3 separate regions of the Mus musculus genome follow, and regions 2 and 3 are each linked to region 1. Evidence: chromatin contacts called from public HiChIP or PLAC-seq and promoter capture Hi-C data. All regions are on one chromosome and are shown on one strand. Each heading gives the region's core, a stretch centred on a gene start, on an enhancer-like site or on the middle of the called end of the contact. The rest is flanking DNA. Distances are from core to core; before and after follow the strand shown. Region 1 holds the start of Fbxw17 (F-box and WD-40 domain protein 17). Region 2 holds the start of 9430083A17Rik (RIKEN cDNA 9430083A17 gene). Region 3 holds the start of S1pr3 (sphingosine-1-phosphate receptor 3).

Evidence for each region. Promoter capture Hi-C pulls out the DNA fragments that hold promoters and counts their contacts. HiChIP or PLAC-seq counts read pairs in DNA pulled down with a chosen protein or histone mark.
Region 2: a promoter capture Hi-C map of hippocampal neurons shows a contact between it and region 1, with 2.8 times the contacts expected there. The contact joins the promoter of 9430083A17Rik here to the promoter of Fbxw17 in region 1. A contact is called at or near these places in 3 of 39 promoter capture datasets (the 3T3-L1 cell line, cranial neural crest and hippocampal neurons).
Region 3: an H3K4me3 HiChIP or PLAC-seq map of forebrain shows a contact between it and region 1, with 6 times the contacts expected there. The contact joins the promoter of S1pr3 here to the promoter of Fbxw17 in region 1. A contact is called at or near these places in 9 of 39 promoter capture datasets (the 3T3-L1 cell line, the C10 cell line, cranial neural crest and 5 more), 1 of 115 datasets of contacts at active chromatin or transcription factors (forebrain) and 1 of 9 other capture datasets (embryonic stem cells).

What each region holds. Positions count from the first base shown.
Region 1 is chr13:50,416,398-50,419,605 of GRCm38.p6, forward strand. It overlaps Fbxw17 (F-box and WD-40 domain protein 17), which reads left to right and starts at 1,467. Exons shown (of 10, transcript NM_175401.4): 1 at 1,467-1,590. The coding sequence starts at 1,501.
Region 2 is chr13:51,099,127-51,102,296 of GRCm38.p6, forward strand. 9430083A17Rik (RIKEN cDNA 9430083A17 gene) reads right to left here and starts at 1,601. Exons shown (of 1, transcript NR_029463.1): 1 at 1-1,601. Spin1 (spindlin 1) reads left to right here and starts at 1,754. Exons shown (of 6, transcript NM_146043.4): 1 at 1,754-1,864.
Region 3 is chr13:51,407,332-51,410,595 of GRCm38.p6, forward strand. S1pr3 (sphingosine-1-phosphate receptor 3) reads left to right here and starts at 1,287. Exons shown (of 2, transcript NM_010101.4): 1 at 1,287-1,614. The region is part of intron 1 of Gm32834 (a long non-coding RNA gene); the gene reads right to left.

The DNA of each region.
Region 1 (3,208 bases), core at 217-2,716:
AGGTATGCGATTTCTTTTATTTGGACTCAGGTCAATGGCTTTAAAGAATGGTAGCCTCCCACTGAAGCTTCAGTGCACAGGGATTCATGTATACACATCTGGAGGCAGCAGATCCTTCTACAGCTGTTTCCTGTGCAGGGGTGGGAGATGAGGCCATGTCTGTCATCCCAGTTTTAGGAGTTCCACAGTCAAAGAGGGAGTCAAGTATGTTAGGAAGAGGACTAAGTGCCTGACCTACGGCACTTATGGTTATAAGCTTATTTTCTGCTCCACACTCTTCTTGGCCACCCCTCCTGCCCAGCCTTAGATCACCTCATGTTATGCTTTACTTAGCATAAACTCAAAGCCATTATTTCTATCCCTGGAGGATTCAGAGATCTTTCCAGGTTCAAGCATCTTGGTTGTAATGCACTGAAATGACCCACATGAGACAATTATTGGCAACCATGCTGATTAAGCCAATTAAAGGTTTTAAGCCCTTTTTATTGATGGCATGACCAAGAACAGGCTTGTGCCTCTGAAACGTTTCTTGGCATCCAAGCTCAGGGGTGCAGACTTTTTAAAGGCAAAACTCACAAAGACCATAATTTACATCAAAGTCAAAATCAGATGAGGGTCAAGGAACCTTGACACGTTCATTACTGGCAAGGCATACTGGTTATTTCAGACATAGTGTGTTTTTGTTTGTTTGTTTGTTTGTTTGTTTGTTTTTACTTATGTCTTTTAAATCTATTGTAGTTTACTTATTTTTGGCTAATATATCTGACCCAAGGTCAAGGCCATGCAAATCTCAAATGTGTGGCCATTTTGTACTGAGCTATCCAAGCAAACATGAAATGGAGTCAAAACAAGATGATGCTCCCGTAATCATTTCAGAACCACACAGGTGTGGACCTGACTGGGGAAAATGTCTTCACCTGCACACCAGTGGCAGTAATGATGGTCGATGGGCAAGGATGGGAGGTGTGGACTTGTAGCTGCCCTAACTCCTACAGGAGCACAGAAGAGTTCATTACAGAATCATAGTACCCAATACTTTCGCTCTTCTAAGGTTAAATTTATGTGTGCGTGGTTTTAACAGCAGCTATAAATTGCAGTAAATATTAGAGGAAGCAATCGATTACAATACAAGATGCATGCCCCTACTCTTTGTCCTACCGCACAGCCCATTTCTGGAAAACACCAAATGTGTACATGTTGGCATGGTTGATAATAAATACAATGCAGAATCATAAGCAGGGAGGAGGCTGAAGCCAGAACCCGGCAAGGAGCAACCAAGACTGATTGTGAGAGGAGAGGCAGAGAAAAAAACAAGGTCAATATTCCAACTTCAGTGATCGCTAGGCCAGAGCAGGATCATGTCAAAAGCCAGCAGCTGGAAATGACCAGCCTGGGGAGGCGAGCGCAGGAGCGGAAGTAACCGGCACAATTTTCTCATGTGGGCGGGCTCATCTAACTGTGGAGGAAGCAGACGCACGGGGCTAGGGCGTGGCAAGCGGGATGGCGCCGCAGCTTGGCCCGCACGAACTGCAGCACATCTTCTCCTTCCTGGAGGCCCGGGACCTGCTGCGCGCTGCGCAGGTGAACAAGGTGAGGTCCTGGGCAGGGTCGCCCCACCGCCGCGCTCCGCAGGCCCGGGGACCAAGGGGCATCTCCTCCAGGGACTGGCTTGGCTGATGCCCTCCGGTGGCACCGCCCTACCCTTCCCGCCGCCTTCTTGACCGGGCCCCTACCTTGGTGGTCATCTGCCCGGTGCTCTCTATGCCCCACTGTGTGCTTCCTCCCAAAGACTCAGTGCAAGGGCGACTAAATCACAGTTAGTGTAAGGTATTTGTTTTTCCCTGCCAGTTTCACTACTGAACTGTGACCAAAGAGACGCTAAAATCCTCCCTCTTTAATGTCTATCTGAAGAACCCAGTGCAAGCCTTGAAGTTAAGTGTCTCTTCATTAAGTATTCAGAAGTGTTCAAAAGGTTAGACTCGTCGTTGCTTGAACAAAGCACTTAGATTTGCAGTTTCGAACCTGTTCCGTTTTAAATGTTTTACTCACAGAAAGAGACCAATACTGTTCATTCCAATCTTGACAACTTTGCCAGAACCATCACACTGCAAGTATGCCACTTGCTCTTCTGTTAGGATCCAAGAATCGCCAAAGAATGATACCTTGACTCAGATAGTTTGCAAACACAAAGAGTGTTCATTGAGCAGCATTTCCTTCATGCAGGGGTCTCCCCATTTGGGGATGGAGACTCCTTGTGGTCGCCCAAGCTCAGCTTTTATTTTCAGGGGAATTCCAGGAAGGTGTACAGTGTATGTGCCTTAGGCCCTGGAGACCAGGAAGGTGTATGGTGTATGTGCCTCTAGGAGCCTGACTGATTCTACAATTCATTAGGCCCTGGAGACCTCCCAGGGGGTCACTTACTCATTCTAGCTACCTATACTTACTTCAGGCCAGATGACAAGGTGTCCTCTGATTGGCTGTCCACTGTTGTGGTTGGCTGACCATAAGTTCCTGGATCCAGGTTCTCATTTCTGGGAAACAGAAACTTAGACCTAGTCTCCCAAACTGCCAGTTTGCAGCCTGTCATGGAGTTAGCCTGACTCTTGGCTAGGTCAATCCTTTCACTGCAGACTTCATCAAAGGACCCAGAGTTGACATCTGGCCGTGAGGCTGAAGGTTCTAGGCTAAGGGTGTGTTTGCAGATAAGGCATCATCTAGTTTTGTTTTTTTCTTTTGTAGTTCTGGAAGATGCACCTAGGGTGTGGAGCTAGCCAGGTACTCTTAGCAGCTGAGGGACCTTCCTGTCTGCCTTTGTGGGTCTTTAATGCTGCAGTAGTTTGACCTGTATCCCTAGCCACATCTTTTTGCTTTGCTGTAACACTTGGAGCTTGCATCTTTTTCCTCTGCATCATTTGCCAAAACTTTGCGAGTGGGAGAATTTACCTCACATTGTAACAGTTTGTCATTCTACACCATGTCCCTGTTGTACCCTAGAGAGACAGTGGTGGCCATGACTGAACAGTCTGCCTACAGAAGACACTATTTAACATCTTGGTTTATGGATTGTGATGGCTAAAGTTATATTTTAAGTTTTAATTACTATGGGTAGGAGATCTATAGACCCAAAAAAAGACCCCCAAAAAACAAAAACAAACAAGCAAACAAACAAAAAAAACAAAAAACAATGCCTCTATCTTGCAAGCCCCAC
Region 2 (3,170 bases), core at 351-2,850, 680 kb after region 1:
TGAGGTAAAAAAAATATACCTTTAATCCAGACCTTTTGAGGTGGGAAGAGACACGGTTAATGTGGATCTTCTGAGGTAGGAAGACATACCTTTAATCTGGGGCACACTTGTTGGCAGCTTATTTAAAGGACACGGAATAAGGAAGTTTTTGCTCTTTGCTGTCTCACTAGCAAGTCCATTCCTTCACTCACATTATAGCCTGCTTGAGATTCCAGCGTATGCTGAAGACCAGATGAGACATTCAGCTTTCAGTACTGAACAACTACTGAATTCCTGGACCTTCTGTGGGTAGACAGCCATTGCTGGACTAACTTGATCAAAGCCTGTGAGGTATTCTAATACATACTCTTTCCATATGTATATATTCATTTTGTAAGTTCTGTTCCTCTAGAGAACAGAAAAAAAAAAACAAACCAAAAAAAACCAGGCGTGTCACCAAGGAAACGGAAGTGTTCCATACTGTCACTCCAGCCTCCTTCCCTATCACACCCTTCCTTGTTCCTGTCAGCCTCCACGATCAAACATTAAACACAACAAAAGCTAATCTTCTCTCAGTGATCTCCAGGCTGGCTGCATCTCTACTGAAATTAGCCCTCTCTTCGGTCTGTGACTACGTTGCTCCTGCCAAGAATGTCATCTGAGACAAGCATTTTAATTTGAGCAGGCACATATCAATCTTATTTTGAAAAAAAAAAAAAAAGTGCCAATGGAATCCCAAAGAGCACAGCGAACTAAGAGCCGTGCTGCAGGTTTGGAGTGCGCAAAGGGCTTTCCAATAACGTCTTGTAATTCGACCTGGCAACACTCTGGCAGGAGGCTTATTACAATGCGGCAGTGCTACAGCACTCGAGGAACCAGGTCGGTGACCGCCTGGATCCAGACACTGGGTTAAAGGAGGGAAGGAGACCCAGACGAAGCTTCAGGTCCCGTATTTCACTTCCCCTCAAACCAAACCATCCCGGACGTTTTCTTTTTCTCTCTTTCCTTGCCCACAGCCAAACAGATCCTCAATAGGCGATCTTAACTGGAACCAGAGTCGCACGGATTCTCGTGCGATCGTGGGAAGTCTTGGCTTGCAGCCTCGCGAGGAGCCCGGGGTGACTTCTAGAGCAGCGGCTGCAGCTAGGCCAAGGCTAGGTGTTTGCAGCAGCCACCCTCAGCAGGTGTTCGCAGGAGGCCCTGAGCTTTGCAAGCTGAGCCTAGTTCCTCAGCCACTGCGCAGTGCGGCGTACAGCAAGGCGGTGTGTCTTCAAGGGAGCATGGGGGAGCCTATCCATATTTTTAAAGGGCTCGCGTCCTGCAGTCCAAAGCTGCTGCTCCGCAGGAAAGTGCACCTGCGCGGCGCACGGTCATGTGACCTAGCCTCCTGCATCTCCGCAGCTAGCCAGGCAGCTACCCGAGACAGCAGACGTAAGGTCCCAGGACAAAGAGTCAGGATAGCTCCTGGAAGCCGTCCTCCCGTGCAAGAGTAAATACCAACGCCCGCTACTCTCCGTTCGTCTTCCCGACCCTGCTCCGCTTGTAAGAGAGGCCGGCTCTACGCCAGGCCCGCGGCTCCCCAGCGTGTACCTCGCCGCTCCGGGTGCGCGCCCCACCCTCCAGGTGAGCAGCGCCAGGCCCCGCCCCCGCCGCCAGGGCCCGCCTCCCACCCGCGCCTGCGCAGTGCGTCCGGCGGCGCCGGGCGCCGGGGCGGCGCGGCCGTCGCAGTTCGGCGGGCGCAGTGCGCGTGCGCCGTGGCGGCCGGGGGGCGGGCGGCGGCCGCGGCGAGGAGCGGGGGTGGGGAGGCGCCGTCTGGCTCGGGCTGGGCCGGCGGGGAGCACGAGCGAACCACGGCGGCCCCGTGGGCAGCCTCGGTGGCCGACAGGTGAGACGCGCGTGGGGCTGGCTGCAGGGCCGTGAGGGGGGAAGCGAGTGGGCCTCTCACGGCGCGCGGACCCAGGTGAGCATAGCCCGCGGGGCCCCGGGCGCATTGTCCGCGGGCGGCGCCCCTCAGCGCCCCCTGCCGGCCGGGCTCGGTGGGGCCGGGGCGCGGCGGGCTGGGGCCGGGGCGTGCGCGAGTTCCTTTGTTCGTCGCCCCCGCCCGGTCCCCGCCGCCCCCGCCAACATGGCGCTCGCGGGGTCCCTGCCCCAGCCCCGCGGCCGCTTCCCGCGCGCTTTGTTCCGTGCCGGGCGGGGGGCGGGGGCGGGGGCATTGCGTAACCGGGCGGGGGAGGGGCGTGGCGGGACCCCCGCGACGGGTCATCCCGGTGACGCCCTGCCTGGGGGGCTCGGGGCGCGGGCCTGCGTGACCTTGGGTTTGCCTCCCCGAATGCGCCCGATAGATGTGCGGTGCGGATACTGCGCAGCGCCGGGGGTCGCGGTCCCTGGCGGCTTCCTGCACGGATGGTGCGTTCTGGGCCTTTCCGGGAGGCGGGGGGTGTCGGGTTGAGAAATGGCTTCAGTCATCCACGACGTTGCCTGCGCATCTCAAAGTTTGTTTACGCAATTGTTTTTATATTGATTTGGTTTCGATGGTCTATGAATTGGGTTTCGGGTTTTGTAAGGATTTTTCTCTCTGTGTGTGTGTGTGTGTGTGCGCGCGCGCGTGCAGTCTTACTTCTGGTTTAAAGGCTTGTTTATTTATCGTGTACATCCAAAAGCAATACAAGATTCGTTCAAGTGTTGTAAAGGATTTTAGTGTGACTAGCGAGAAAGATGGTATCCGTATCGAAATGCGAATGCCTCACTAACTTTCCTTGGAATTTTCTGGAAGAAGCTGCAGCCTGAAAGGATTGATGGAGAGTAATTGCCTTCTGCATAGCTTTTGTTAGAGAGTGAAAATGAAACCGGATCTTAGACGTTTTTTTACCTATACATCCTGAGCGCACTTCTGAGGTGGTGAAATTTTGGAAAGATAGAAGAGGCACATCTTTAGCCTTTTTAACCCCTTCAGTATTAGTTAATGGGTGAACACGATTTACAGGATGTCCGTTATCAGATTTGGTAATTGTGTATTAACGTAGCCTGCTATGTTTATAAAAACGTGTAGTGTTTCTCTCAATAAGTAAAACGAAATTAGCTTTAAAATCCTACTTTGACATGCCTAAGAAATGGATCAAGCAAAAGGCTTTCAGTCTAAGTGAATTTGTATGAGGTCTCCTGTACTCTAGACTGGCCTTGCGCCACTCTCC
Region 3 (3,264 bases), core at 37-2,536, 990 kb after region 1:
TGTCATAGAGAGACTCAGGGTCACCCTCTTCTATCCAGAGGACCATTTACCCGGGGAATGGAGAGACAGATGCTGTATAAAACACACCTCCAGCAGCCGGGGCAGTGATGGTGACACAGTGAGAAACAGCTAGAGCACCAGGCCTTTTTGTGGGGTTAGACATAGCGACCAAGAAACTGTTGTTACCCTGGCCTCAGGAAGTGGCTGCAGAAACAGCTACAGAAGCATCTTCAACTGTGGCCACCTCTGCTTTCTTTAACTGGATGCTGTAGGAGTCAAGTATACAGAGACACGCCCATTCTCACTGCACTTGGGGAGAGAACTAGCTTTCCCCAGCTGTGTCCAAGACACTAGGCAAATTTGGGAGGCTAGGCAGTAGGACCAGAGCTCAGGAGAATCGCGCTGCTACTGAGCAGCCAAGGCAGCTGGAGCTCTGCAGCCTGGCTCCTGTGACCCGGAGGGCTTGTGCGTCTCACCAGACAACAGAGAAGGCCAAGACCGGCCAAGAGCTGCCTTTACATGCCAGATGAATCCCAAGAAAGCGGTAAATTCATCTTCTGTAGGCAAGAAAGCCCCAGAGAAAAGGTAGCAGGGACCTGGAACCCTGCCTGCTCGGGAATTTAGCTGCGGTCTGCTTCCTCTCCCCTCTCCTTCCCCAAGCTGGTCTGGAGATCTTTTGCATTTCCTTTGTAACTGACAATTGTGCCTGCGGTTCCCCCCAAAGATTCTCATTTCTCCCCACATGGCCGGTGAGGCTTGCCCAGAGCGCAGGAGTAGACTGGGTACAGTTAACTAAGGTAGACAAGACACAGGAGTCAGGACCTGAAATGCACAAGAGGCTGGGGTCCCTGCCTTCAGCTCCGAAAGGGATGGGGGCAGGGGCAGGAGTCCAAAGGGGCAGGGGGCTTAGCTTACCAGCTCAAGCTGGTAGTCGGTTGATTTCAGGTTAAAGATAGTATAGTTAACACTGGTCACCTCAAGGTGAGTAACAGTATTAATAAGAATCCGCTCAAATCCTTCTGGACACTTAGGTAGATATCTACCCAAGCCCAGTTCTGCACCCGGTTAGGTATCTGCAGCTGCTGGGTTCTGGAGCACTTAAAATTAGCAGGATAGACGCAGAACCTTGGAGTCAGAGTATAGGTTTGGGGGTGGGGGTAGATGATCGGCAGAGGAATAGGGGCAGAGGGATACAGAGGGTTGAAGAGCCCCAGCCCGAGTCCCAGAGTCCAGACAGCGCGGATGCAGAGAAGTAATCCAGAGACTGGGCGGGGACGTAGCCCGAGGCGGGGACGTGGCTGGGAACCAGGGCGTATCTGGGGACCAGCCCGCGAAGCTCTGAAGCTTGGGTTAGGGGCGGCAGGAGGCGGGGTGAGTTTGGGCCCCGCCCCGGAGGGCAGTGGCAAAAGTTTGCCTTCGGATTCTCTGGGGCAGAGTCTGGGAGAACAAGTTCAGGGGCAGGCGACAAGGTCCGGGTGCTGAGCAAGGTGGCTGGACAAGCCTAGCGGGAGAGAAACCTGAGGCCACGAGCGACCTCCGGAGGAGCCCCTAGACGGGAGTCTTAGCTGAGACACGGCAGCATGCAACCAGCCCAGATGCGCCTTGCAGAACGAGGTGAGCGGCGGGACCGGATCCCGGGGTTGCACAGACCAGAGTCGCGGGTTGAGCGCCTGGGGGTTCACCCGAACCCCCTTTTTGGATAAAATTTCAACCAAGTCGGGGCACCAGAGTGACTTGGGCTCGCGAGTGCCTCGCTTCGGCCACCCCCTCCTGTTCATATCCCGGAGAACAGGACATAACCGCCTGTTGGAGCTGGTGGAGAGGTATAGGGTTCCTTTAAATAACAACCAGGGCTTTCTAAATGTGTTTGTAAACTCGGAGCAGAGTGAGCAGGCTGTCCAAGGGAAAGATTCTTGCTTTACTTGGCTAATTAAGAAGTTAGACAATCTTAGGAGAAGAAAACCTGGGCACTGGGAACGGCTGTGGGTTTTCCCTCTGGGAGAAAGCAAATGATTCTTTTAAGTTTTATTAGTGACAAAATTCCAGTTTTCTTAGCACTTCTCAAACTAGGCAATTAGGAGTGTCAGGCCTGGAGCTAGAAGACAAGGTGCCAGCAAAGTGATAATGAGAGAGAAGATTGGTGTGTCATATGTTCTTAACTGAAATAGAAGAAAGGGAAGGGTGACCATTAACCATGTGCCTGTACATGGTCTCTGCGTCCCTGTCTCTCCAGCCTTTAACAATCCTGACACCATGTTCCTTAGATTTGATGTAAAAGGGGGTTTCTCGTCAGCTGTTTAAAGGGAATCCTTTGCTTTAAACAAACACCTCTTCTTCTTGACACCCCCTCCTCCAAAGCCTCCAGAGTCACTCATTCTAAGGTCTGCAGCCAGAAGTCTCTGGTATTGCATATCACCACCTACAAAAATGTATCTATTCAAAGTTCCATCCTTTATAGACGAAAACCAAGCAGACAGGGAGGGCCAAGAGAATATAATTCCTAGAAAGTGGAGCAAGGGGTTGCATACCTCAGGTAAAGGCCTGGCAAGTTGTGGCTGTGGTCAGGGCTGTTTGGTTGAGGTGGTGGTGGTGGTGGTGGTGGTGGTGGTGGTGGTGGTGGTGGTGGTGGTGGTGGTGGTGGTGTGTGTGCCTGTGCGCAGGCGCTCTGTTTGGGTAGCTGTGGAGGAATCTAGATCTGTAAGCTTCTTAAGGGGGTGCAGAGCTCAGTGCTTGGGGGAGTATTGTGTGGCCATATACCTTCACATCAGATCTTTCCATCAGCAGACTGGCAGATGCTCTCATCTGGTCAGTGTCAGTCTGCCCACATACATCAGAGCTTGCCCTTAGGAAGCCCCCACTGGCATTTGGGGAGATTGACGTCATAACCACTTAGCATTTCCCCGAAGCCATTTGCTCTTTACACACACACACACACACACACACACAGCTACACACATACAAACACACACACACACACATGCATGCACATGCACATGCACATACACACACACACACACCATACCGAGACCCTCCTGGTTCTCTACCATATTTGGATGAAGGAACTCCCATTTCCTGCAAAGCTTTACGTACTGACTGACCTGATACCCTGCTTCCCATGAGTCAGGGACTGGTCCCTTTTCTAGAAAGCATGATCCTTTGTTACACAGATTTCTTCCTCAGTGCCTACAGTTTGTGGGTATATATCTCTATTACAAGAGTAATAAACATTTTGAGTGTGGCATAATTTTGAAAACGCCGGGGTCC